2 separate regions of the Mus musculus genome follow, and region 1 is linked to region 2. The links are chromatin contacts, called in public Hi-C maps. All regions are on one chromosome and are shown on one strand. The core of a region is the stretch at or near the end of the contact, and the rest is flanking DNA. Distances in the headings are between cores, read along the strand shown. Region 1 overlaps Slc7a11 (solute carrier family 7 (cationic amino acid transporter, y+ system), member 11). Region 2 has its middle 53 kb from the start of Gm40042.

Region 1 (5,723 bases), core at 2,372-4,871, 310 kb before region 2:
ATTAGTGGCACCCTGCAGGGTGAAGCCTCTATGAGGGCTGATAAACAGGATGGCTTTACAAAAAAAAAAAATATATATGGCCAGCTTTAGTGAAGGGAGTTGAGGGTTTAAGTTGCCTGAACTAGAAAGGGTCTGAAGAGGCGATTATGTTAAGCAAGTAATGTGTATCTGTAACATGGAATCAAATTATGAGGGTCAGTAGCTTCCTGGCTTTCCCGCTGCATTAAATGAAGACATAAGATTGCATTTGTGCTGGGTACTTCTTGAGGCCACACAGTGTCAGCACTGTCCAGTCGTCCATACTTCACAGCATGTCACCTCTAATTTCATGGGATTATCTGCACGGCTGCTTTATTAGATGCTCGTGATCTTGAGAGTCCTTTGAACTCACAGCAGGGCCCTGCACAGTCATTATTGTGAACACTTCTCTTACATACAAAATTCTTATTGCCGTCATTTTATGAAGATGGCTACAGCCCACCCTCTTGCTTCCAAAACTCTGAACTTACTTGTTTGCACCACAATCCACCGCAGGGGAAAACCCTGAGTGTGAACAATGCTTTGGAGGACTCCCTTTATTTATTTATTTATTTGGGTATTTATTTCATGTACATTTCCAATGCTATCCCAAAAGTCCCCCACACGTTCCCCTACCCACCAACTCCCACTTCTTGGCCCTGGCGTTCCCCTGTACTGAGGCAGATAAAGTTTGCACCACCAATGGGCCTCTCTTTCCACTGATGGCCAACTACACCAACTTCTGATACATATGCAGCAAGAGACACGAGCTCTGGGGGGTACTGGGTAGTTCATATTGTTGTTCCACCTATAGGATTGCAGATCCCTTTAGCTCCTTGGGTACTTTCTCTAGCTCCTCCATTGGGGGGACCTGTGATCCATCCAATAGCTGACTGTGAACATCCACTTCTGTGTTTGCTAGGCCCCGGCATAGTCTCACACGAGACAGCTCTATCTGGGTCCTTTCAGCAAAATCTTGCTAGTGTATGCAATGGTGTCAGCGTTTGGAAGATGATTATGGGATGGATCCCCAGATATGGCAGTCTCTAGATGGTCCATCCTTTCATCACAGCTCCAAACTTTGTCTCTGTAACTCCTTCCATGGGTGCTTTGTTCCCAATTATAAGAAGGGGCAAAGTGTCCACACTTTGGTCTTCGTTCTTCTTGAGTTTCATGCGTTTAGCAAATTGTATCCTATATCTTTGGTATCCTAAGTTTCTGGGCTAATATCCACTTATCAGTGAGTACATATCATGTGAGTTCCTTTGTGATTGTGTTACCTCACTCAGGATGATGCCCTCCAGGTCCATCCATTTGCCTAGGAATTTCATAAATTCATTCTTTTTAATAGCTGATTAGTACTCTATTGTGTAAATGTACCACATTTTCCATATCCATTCCTCTGTTGAGGGGCATCTGGGTTCTTTCCAGTTTCTGGCTATTATAAGTAAGGCTGCTATGAACATAGTGGAGCATGTGCCCTTCTTACCAGTTGGAACATCTTCTGGATATATGCCCAGGAGAGGTATTGTGGGATCCTCCTGTAGTACTATGTCCAATTTTCTGAGGAACCACCAGACTGATTTCCAGAGTGGTTGTACAAGCTTGCGATCCCACCAACAATGGAGGAGTGTTTCTCTTTCTCCACATCCACGCCAGCTTCTGCTGTCACCTGAATTTTTGATCTTAGCCATTCTGACTGGTGTGAATCTCAGGGTTGTTTTGATTTGCATTTCCCTGATGATTAAGGATGTTGAACATTTCTTCAGATGCTTCTCTGCCATTCGGTATTGAAGGACTCCCTTTTAAAAAGCTGTCGGTGCGGTGGGTGGATTCATAGTGGAAAGGCGTGCGGTCCTCAGGTCAACAGCATCAGGATCACATAGGTGCCCAGAAGTGATGCTGATCCCATTAAATCAGAAACCCAGGGAGGGGCTAGGTGGCCCGTGCTTTATTTAACAAGCCTTCCAGGTGATTGTGAGGATGGTGTGGCAGTAACAGTTGTGGTGTAAAGAACGGGATAGACCAGCCAGGCGTGGTGGCGCACGCCTTTAATCCCAGCACTCAGGAGGCAGAGGCAGGCAGATTTCTGAGTTCAAGGCCAGCCTGGTCTACAAAGTGAGTTCCAGGACAGCCAGGGCTAAACCCTGTCTCGAAAAACCCAAGTGATACAGAATGCCTCCTCCCCCCTCCCCCCGGAATCTCATTAAGTTGCAAGGGTACTCTGTTCTGATAAAATGTTCCTCCATGTGCCAACAAAGCCCTCAGTTATGGCTGGTGTGGCGACATCCATCCCTGCAGCTAGTCTTCTGTATGCTTTGGTAGCAGAGAATGCGGGATGACCCACATGTGATGTCTTTGTGTCTTTCAGAACCATCCCCCTTGCAATCTGCATCTCCATGGCTATCATCACAGTGGGCTACGTACTGACAAACGTGGCCTATTTTACCACCATCAGTGCGGAGGAGCTGCTGCAGTCCAGCGCCGTGGCGGTGGTAAGTCTGCAGTCCAGCGCTATGGCGCTGCTCTGGTGGTGGTCTACATTACAGTCGTGACTCTTTGAATTCGGGTTAATGAGCTGGTACAGTTTGATCGTGGTTTCTTCCAGGAGAAAGGGTTTTGAAGTTGGTAATCTTTTCTTGGCCTGAATGATAATATTTTAAAGATTTAGAGCACACCTTACTTTAGTATGTGTCATAACATACAGCTAACCTCTGCCAAAACCTCTGTTTTCCTTGGTATTTTCTTTTAAATCCCCTAAAAAGCATTTTTATATAAAGCTGCCTAAAACTCCATCAAGGCTGTCTTACAGAGAGGGAATATCTTCCCAACATGTTTCTAAGGACAGGTGGAGTTGCTGAATGCAAATCGGTGCAAGTTTTAGTGTGCAAAGTATTACCCACTCTTCTCATTTCTGGTTAGAAACTTTTCAAATGTCCACTTGAATCCTCTCCCCAAAGTATCATTCTAGGAATTTCAGGAGGACCATGACTATTGATCTATTTGTAGCATGACCTCGGAACAGCAACGTTGGGGTGTTTATAAATTTGGGAACAGCTAGGCAATTAAATGTTAAAGAGGTGTTCCTATAATACTTGAAGATGCCAGTGTGCATTGTAACTCCTAAGAGCTACGTGCATATAATTCCAAAGCATTTCCACAAATTTATTTGACACCAGGACTATATTTGTTTCCAAAGACCATGTCATGAGACTGCTTTTTCTGAAACACATACTTGTGTTTGTTCAGATTTTTTTTTCTGATATATCTTTTTTTTATTGGTTATTTTATTTATTTACATTTCAAAAGTTGTCTCCCTTCCTGGTCTCTCTCCACAACGCCCCCATCCCATTCCCCCTCCCCTTTGTCTCTATGAGTGTGCTCTTCCACCCACACACTCACTCCCCGCTCACCCATCAGAGCAACAACTGGAGTAAAATGTTAATATGGGTTTGTTCAGAATTTTAACTCGAAAGAATTCACTCATTAACTCAAAGCCAGGAAGGGTGAAAACTTAACAACATGCAGTGACACTCCCATCCACCAAGGGGCAGTTCCTTTTCACATGGTATCACTTCCTATCAGCAACACCCACAGGGAACGGTTAACTCCTGTCCTGTGAACCAGTGTCTGAGGGCTTTGTCCACTGCAGTGCTGTCAGGCAGTGAAATGGACAAAGCTTCCGGTGTCTGGTCGGTTGCCTCACGTTTCTAGGCAAAGGGCAGCACTAATTTGTGGAAAGCATAATGGGGTCTGCTAATTGCATAACACCAGCTGCATCAAGGACAATGAAAAAAAAATCTTATATTAACAACAACAACAACAACAAACAGCATCCTTTATACAAATGTGCAAGACTACCCCCATGACAGCCTAGGAGGAAAGCTTAGAACTTTGTCTACCATTTATTTCATTTATTTATAGTTTCTGTCGCTTGTCAGGATTGGAATTTTGTTCTAGCCTTTTACAGGAAACCCTGGAAGGAAATGATGGCCTCCTAGGGTGGGGGAGGGCTGACTCCATAAACAGGTTCAGCTGGTAGGGCTTACCCGGTAAAGAACCTCCAGAGTGGCTCACTCCTGTGATGAAATGGTCAACTTGTCTATTGTTTTGATTTATCCTCCCGAACTGAGGTTGGTATGTGAAACAAGTACCCGAAACACTCGCCAGTGTGTATCTATACCTCTTCATACAAAGGTGGCTTTCTGGGATTGTGCAGAACAATTTCTGTCTCTAAATGTAGAATTTCCGAACTGAGCCCCTTCCTCTTATCGGAGGCGATAGTTGATAAAGAGTCAGTAAACGGATCGTTGCTTTGGAGGGACAGAGAAGGCGACTGCTTAGACCTTTGCCCACAGGTCTGAGACAAGGAATGCCGTGGTACCCGCTGCTGGTGATTGTCTTGTGGAGTCAGTTTGACCCTAACGAAAAAGAAGGATTATAAAACATTCACGTAGCACCAGGCTAATAGAAAGTCAAAGAGCAAGTTTGGCCTAAATTGTTTCATTTTATTCCACTTTCGGGGAAAGCATTAATTTGTTCCGTTCTTTCCTTCCTCAGACCTTCTCTGAGCGGCTGCTGGGAAAATTCTCATTAGCAGTCCCGATCTTTGTTGCCCTCTCCTGCTTCGGCTCCATGAACGGTGGTGTGTTCGCTGTCTCCAGGTGAGGGAGTTCATGTATTTTCAGAAACACATTTTTGTTTTAGAGATTGGATGTGATAAGGATAACTTTTAAAGAGAAAAGCAATAGTTCCTCCGAACCTGTTGTTTTTAAAGGGATATGCGAGTTCCTCGTAGATTCCAGTGAAGCAGGTTTCATTCTGTCCAGTAGAGGGCGCTGCGTGTCTACACATAGCCCACTCTGAGCCAGGCATGCTGCATTTTTAAAAAGAGTGAGTCTACAGGGTCTTATAACGGCCTTTATTTCTAGCGATAAAGTCTTTTGTTTTCCTGAAGGTGCCACGAAAAAGAGTAAAATTGAAAGCAGAAATCACCACTCCACCATCGGTAACCATTTTTTTTCCTTAGTTAGATGGCACAAAAAAATCTTTTTTTTTTTTTTTTTTTTTTTGGTCTATGTTACAGTTTAAATTAGAGAAATGTTAACACAACATGCATGTACATGTGTGTACCTGTGCACTGAATGAGTGCTAGCTTGGACTGACACTAGCAATCTAGCACTGAATTTGCCAGCAGCTACTCAAGTATAGGGAGAACTCCACTCAGTGCAATATTGCTATTGTTTTTCCTCGGAGTGATATAAGATATTTCCCAGACACTGTATGTCCTGAAAAGAGACTTATGATGAAATCTGCCCTTTGTTTCCAAAGCACAACTCAAATGACCAGATAAGAAATGTCAAGATGCCTAGCATGAGGAAGATTCGTCCATATTGCTTCGGGGATTTAAGAATGTTACCCATTTGAATGATTGATTCTATAGTCAACTTCACCGTTTTTCTCCCCGCAGGTTATTCTACGTCGCATCTCGAGAAGGGCACCTTCCGGAAATCCTCTCTATGATTCATGTCCACAAGCACACTCCTCTGCCAGCTGTTATTGTTTTGGTAATGCATATTAACAAGTAATGTAGATACAACCTCACAAAACGGTTAGGAAGGAGGGAATAAACCTGACATCCCGATTCACCACTCAGTTGGTGCTCCATGTATCATTTTCTGGGAGGCCAGAGATGTTGCAATGGC
Region 2 (6,233 bases), core at 3,651-6,150:
GAAAAAGATATTCCAAGGAAAGGGACATAAGAAGAAAACTGGTGTAGCCATTTTAATAATACTTAGAAATTCACATCAAACAGAGCTAATCCTAAGAGATGGGGAAGGATACTGCATACTCACCAAAAGAAAATTCCACCAAAAGGACATTGAAGTTCTTTTTCAAAATTCAAATAAGTAATTTTTATTAGATATTTACTTTATTTACATTTCAAATGTTGTCCCCTTTCCTGGTTTCCCCTCCGAAAACCCCCTATTCCCTTCTACCTCCCCCTGCTCACCAACCCGCCCACGCCTGCTTCCTGGCCCTGGTGTTCTCCTACACTGGGGCATAGAACCTTCATAGGACTCCCACTGATGACCGACTAGGCCATCCTCTGCTACATATGCAATTGAAGCCATGAGTTCCACTTTTTGGTTGGTGATTTAGTCCCTGGGAGGTCTGGGGTACTGGTTAGTTCATACTGTTGTTCCTCCTATGGGTCTTCAAACCCCTTCAGCTCCTTCAGTCCTTTCTCTAGCTCCTTCATTGGGGACCCTGTGCTCAGTCCAATGGTAGGCTGGGAGGATTCCCTTCTACATTTGTCAGGCACCGGTGGAGCCTCTCTGGAGGCTTCTGTCAGCAACCACTTGCTGGCATCAGCAAAAGTGGGTTTGGTGATTGTATATGGGATGGGTCCTCAGTTGGAGTAGTCTCTGGATGGTCATTTCTTCAGTCTCTGTTCCACATTTTGTCTCTATAACTCCTTCCATGAGTATTTTGTTCCCCCTTCTAAGAATGATTCAAGTATCCCACACACCCATTGTCACTTGATCTTTGACAAAGGAGCTAAAACCATCCAGTGGAAAAAAGACAGAATTTTCAACAAATAGTGTTAGCTCAACCGGTGCTTAGAATGTAGAAAAATGCAAATCAATCCATTTTTATCTCCTTGTACAAAGCTCAAGACTAAGTGGATCAAGGATCTCCACATAAAACCAGATATACTGAGACTAATAGAAAAGAAAATGGGGAAAAGCCTCAAGTACATGGGCACAGGGGATAACTTCCTGAACAGAACACCAATAATCTATGCTCTAAGATCAAAAATTGACATAAGGATCTCATAAAATTGCAAAGCTTCTGTAAGGCAAAGGGCACTGTCAATAAGACAAAATGGCAACCAACAGATTGGGAAAAGATCTTTACCAGTCTTACATCTGATAGAGGGCTAGTATCCAATATATACAAAGAACTCAAGAATTTAGACTCCAGAGAAACAGATAACCCTATTTAAAAAAAATGGAGTTCAGAGCTAAACAACGAAATCTCAACTGAGGAACAACAAATGACTGAGAAACACCTAAAAAAATGTTCAACATTCTTAGTCATCAGGGAAATGAAAATCAAAACAACCCTGAGATTCCACCTCACACCAGTCAGAATGGCTAAGTTCAAAACCTCAGGTGACAGCAGATGCTGGCAAGGATGTGGAGAAAGACGAACACTCCTCCATAGCTAGTGGGATTGCAAGCTGGTACAACCACTCTGGAAATCAGCTTGGCGATTCCTCAGAAAATTGGACATAGTACTACTGGAGGATATAGTAATACTACTCCTGGGCATATACCCAGAAGGTGCTCCAACATGTAATAAGGGCACATGCTCCACTATGTTCATTGCAGCCTTATTTATAATAGCCAGGAACTGGAAAGAACCCAGATGTCCCCCAACAGAGGAATGGATACAGAAAATGTGGTACATTTACGCAATGGAGTACTACTCAGCTATTAAAAACAATGAATCTTATGAACTTTTATGCAAATGGATGAAACTAGAAAATATCATCCTGAATGGGGTAACCCAATCACAAAAGAACACACATGATATGCATTCACAAATAAGTGGATATTAGCCCAGAAGCTCGGATTACCCAAAATACAATTCACAAACTACATGAAACTCAAGAAGGATGACATTGAAGTTCTTAACATTGAAGTTCTATGTTCCAAACACAAAGACACCCAAGTTCATAAAAGAAGCACTACTAAAGCTTAAATCACATATTTACTCTTACACACTGATAATGGGAGTCTTCGATACTCCATGCTCATCAACAGACAGGTAATCCAGACAAAAAGAACACAAAGAAATGCTGGAGCAAACAGGAGGTATAGACTAAATGGATGTAACATCTATTTACAGAAAATTTCACTGTAACACAAAAGAATATACCCCCTTCTCTGTATTTCATGGAACGTTCTCCAAAAGTTAGTACATACTGAAGTCGTAATTTCTAGTTTTGTTGGAGACGTATTTGTGTCATCCGTTGTTTTTTCCAGAAGCTGTCTGATGGAAGGGCATGTGATGTTTTACAGGAGTGCCTGAGAGGACATGTGATGTTTGGGGAGAGTGTAAGTATAACCCAACAGACAGTGGACGATGCTGTGGCATTGGTTTTTCTTGCTTTCTTCTTTGATGATTGTTTGTTGTGAGCTTGTAGTCAGAAACATACCAAAGAGCTTCTGGCAGTGTTCTGGCTGCTTCTGGTTACTTTGGTGGCGTCGTGCTGATTGGTAGAGCTTTGAAATTTCATCCGAATCAAGCTGTTGCTGCTGATTCATGTTTGATGTTTTGCTAATGGACTGAACTGCAGACAATGAAGATTGGAGTCACTCCAAAGAGTGACTTCTAAAGAGGTCCATGTCTCCCCTTGTCCTATTAACCATCTTCCTCCCTGACCTTTGGTCAGAAGGCTATAAGGGAGGTTGAAGCATTTAAGAGCCCTTATTAAAAGAGGTTTTGAAATATATAACCTTACAACATATTCAGATACACAGCAAGTTTTAACAGATACAAGAAAATTAAAATAACACCCAGCAGCCTATGTGATCACCATGGATTAAAGCTGGATACCAAGAACAATAGAAGTAAGAAAAACCTTATAAACTCATGAAAACTGAACAATCCTCTACTGAATGAAAAACATGTCAAGACAAAAATAAGAAAGAGTTTAAAGTCTTTTAAAATTGAATGAAAATGAAAATACAGCATGCTGAAAGTCAATGAATGAGGATCTAAGAGGAAATTTTATAGCACTAAGTGCCTACAAAATGAATTGAGAGTATTTCATAATAATAACAGTATACCTGATAGTTCTAGAACAAACATAAGAAATCATACCCAAAAGGAGTAGACATCAAGAAATAATCAAACTCAGTGCTGAAATAAATAAAAAAGAAAAAAATTACAAAGATTCAATGAAACAAAAAGTTGGTTCTTCAATAAAATCAGTAACATTGGTCAACCTATATCTAAATTAATTAAAGAGAGAGAGAATCCAAATTAATAAAATTAGAAATGAAAAGAGGTGCATGAGAACAGAGACTGAGGAAATCCTGACAATGACAAGGACACACTTTACAAACCTGTACTCCTCCAAATTGGAAAATCCAGAAGAAGTAGACAATTTCCTTAATACATACCACTTATCAAAGTTTAATCGAGATCAGACAGAAATTTAAAGAGACCTCTTATACCTAGTAAAATAAAAACAATAATTAAAAGTTTAATTTAAACTCTCAAAAAAAATAAGCTTAGAGACAGATGGTTTTAGCTCAGAATTCTACTGGACTTTCAAAAAACAGTTATTGACAAATACTTCTCACATTATTACACAAAACAGATACAGAAGGAGCATTGCCAATTTCATTTTATGAAGTCACAATCACCCTGATATCGAAAGCACACAAAGATCCAACAAAGACTTACAGACCTGTTTCCCTTACAATAAAATACTTGCAAACCAAATCTAAGTACACATGGCAAAGATCACCTACCATGATCAAATAGACTTTATCCCAGCAATGCAGGGATGGTTCAACATATGCAAATTGGTAAGCATAATCTACCATATAAAGTAATTGAAATTCAAAAACCACACTATCATTTCATTAGATGTTGAAGAGACCTTTGACAAAATATAGCACTACTTTCATGATACATGTACTGGAGAGATTAGAAATACATAGGGAATTGATCAACATAATAAAGACAGTTTACAGCAAGCCTATAGCTAACACCAACTTAAATGGAAAGTCAAAGGAAGTCCATTACAATAAGAATAAAACAATGGTTTCCACTCTTCCTATCAATTGCATATGATACTTGAAGATTTAGCTAGACAGAACAAATGAAGTAGAGCAAGGGGATACAAATTAGAAAAGAAGAAATCAAAGTATCGTTATTTGCAGGTGATATTATACATGACCTTAAATGCATTGAATAATTTTCATAGGTGATAAACACTTTCAGCAAAGTAGCTGGACACAAAAATAACTCACAAAAATCAATAGCCCTCCTATATACAAATGACAAACAGTCTGAGAAAAAACAAAACAGGGAAACAACGCTTTTCACAATAGCCTAAAATAATATAAAATACCTTGGGGTATTTCTGTTCAAACAAGTGAAAGACTTGTAAGGTAAAACCATCAAGTCATTGAAAAAGAGAAATTGAAGAGCCTCCAAGATGGATGTCCCATGCTCATAGATTGGTATGATTAACATAGAAAAATGGCTATTCTACCAAAAAACAATTTACAGATTCAATGCAATCCTCACCTAGACTCCAACGATTCTTCACAGATCTTAAAAGGGAACTTTTTGGCTGTATAAGGAGAAACAAAAAACACAGGGTAGCTAAAACAATTCGGAATAATAAAATAACTGCTGGAGGTTTTACCATCTCCCATTTCATGTTGGACTGCAAAGCTAGAGTGATAAAAACCACATGGTATTGGCACAAAAACACATGTGTTGGTCAATGCAATCAAACTAAAGACCTAGACATATAAATGCACACATGATTTTTGATAAAGCGAAGAGGGAGGAGAATTTTCTCAGATACAATGCAGACAAACATGCTCCCTGCCTGGCAGCCTTGAAGGAGGAAGTCTGTGCACTCAGTCCTTTGTTTCTAACTTTCTTCCCCCATATGCCTGAGGTCTAAGCCAGGTTCTGCAAACGGGCTTCCCAGGTGTCAAGGTCCTCAATCTGTAATTTGTGCACGCAGTTTCCCCAATTATAACCACTAGGAGGCGCTGCTTCACTTGTTCATCCTCTTCTCCTGTTATAGGTTTTTGCTTCACCAGTCGCTAGGGTCAGTACTTTGTTAAAAAATATTTGAAAGATGAACTTCCAACTGTAATTTAACATTCGGTTGAACTGTATTTTCTTATTTTAGCAATAACGAAATTATTAGGTATTTTCAAAAGAGATATACCCTCCTAAAAAACAATGACAAATGAACAATTAAGGAAAAATCTGGTATATATACACAATGGGGTTTTATATTAAGCAACAAAAAAATTATAAAATTATGACATTTTATGAAAAATGAATGCAATTGGATATATTATTATATTTGTTGAAATGAATGCATGGAAGACTCACAGACACAAATGGCATCTTTCCCTCAAGTAGATTTTAGGCTAGACACACATAACACACACACATACACACACACACACAACATATATACAACACACAATCACATGCAACCACACAGCATGGAAGTAAAGAGAGGCTAAGGGAAGGAGGGAGACTTGAGATGGAGAAAGGGGGAAAGCTGTAGAAAAGGAGAATATGGGCATGACCAAGCACATATCATATATAAGAGATATAGTCTCTATGAAGTTCTTATATGTGCAATGATTATGTTCCAATGAATACCATGTGTTAAACCTTCAGTCATTGGCCAGTTTTGCTAAGTTAGAGGCTATTACATTTCTGGGAGTTCACTTTCTTAGTTACCTGTGGTGTTAAAAATGTGAAAGTCACAAATGCAATGTGGTTTATTATTTAGCCTACATTTTTACGTTTAGCCTATATTTACAGAATTTTACTCATTACTATTTTAGCTCTAGGTAAATGGAAGACTAGCTTTGATTTGTAGCATTTGGGGATTAAGTCTTTTTCTTTTTTTAAATGGGGGTATTACACTCTGGGCTTGTCAAAATTTTTCAACATGACCTCACTGAACAATGAATTGGACAGAGTAGCATTTTCACTATATAGAGACAAGAAACTTAAACATTGTTAGTGCAATTTTAAAAGTGGTAATTTTTTCTCTATCCTGGCTAGCTCTGAAACAAATGAGACAGAGACCAAAACGTTTATTTAGTCAAGCTTTACATCACAGCAGCTGAGCAGTATTAGTCTATTTCAATCCTCTAAAATAGCCTGGCTACCT

Evidence for each region. Hi-C and Micro-C count contacts between places; a contact is called where the count stands out from the background.
Region 1: a contact with region 2 is called in a Hi-C map of cranial neural crest, with 2.0 times the contacts expected there. The contact joins two enhancer-like sites. A contact is called at or near these places in 2 of 484 Hi-C or Micro-C datasets (cranial neural crest and nephron progenitors).

What each region holds. Positions count from the first base shown.
Region 1 is chr3:50,380,834-50,386,556 of GRCm38.p6, reverse strand. Slc7a11 (solute carrier family 7 (cationic amino acid transporter, y+ system), member 11) reads left to right here. Exons shown (of 12, transcript NM_011990.2): 7 at 2,390-2,513; 8 at 4,579-4,682; 9 at 5,489-5,585. Among named protein-coding and RNA genes, the nearest start is that of Slc7a11, 60 kb to the left of the region's middle. Within about 2 kb of position 3,621, at least 72 of the 459 cell types and tissues checked have an H3K27ac peak or open chromatin away from gene starts, as enhancers often do.
Region 2 is chr3:50,076,003-50,082,235 of GRCm38.p6, reverse strand. No RefSeq gene overlaps it. Among named protein-coding and RNA genes, the nearest start is that of Gm40042, 53 kb to the right of the region's middle. Within about 2 kb of position 4,900, at least 4 of the 459 cell types and tissues checked have an H3K27ac peak or open chromatin away from gene starts, as enhancers often do.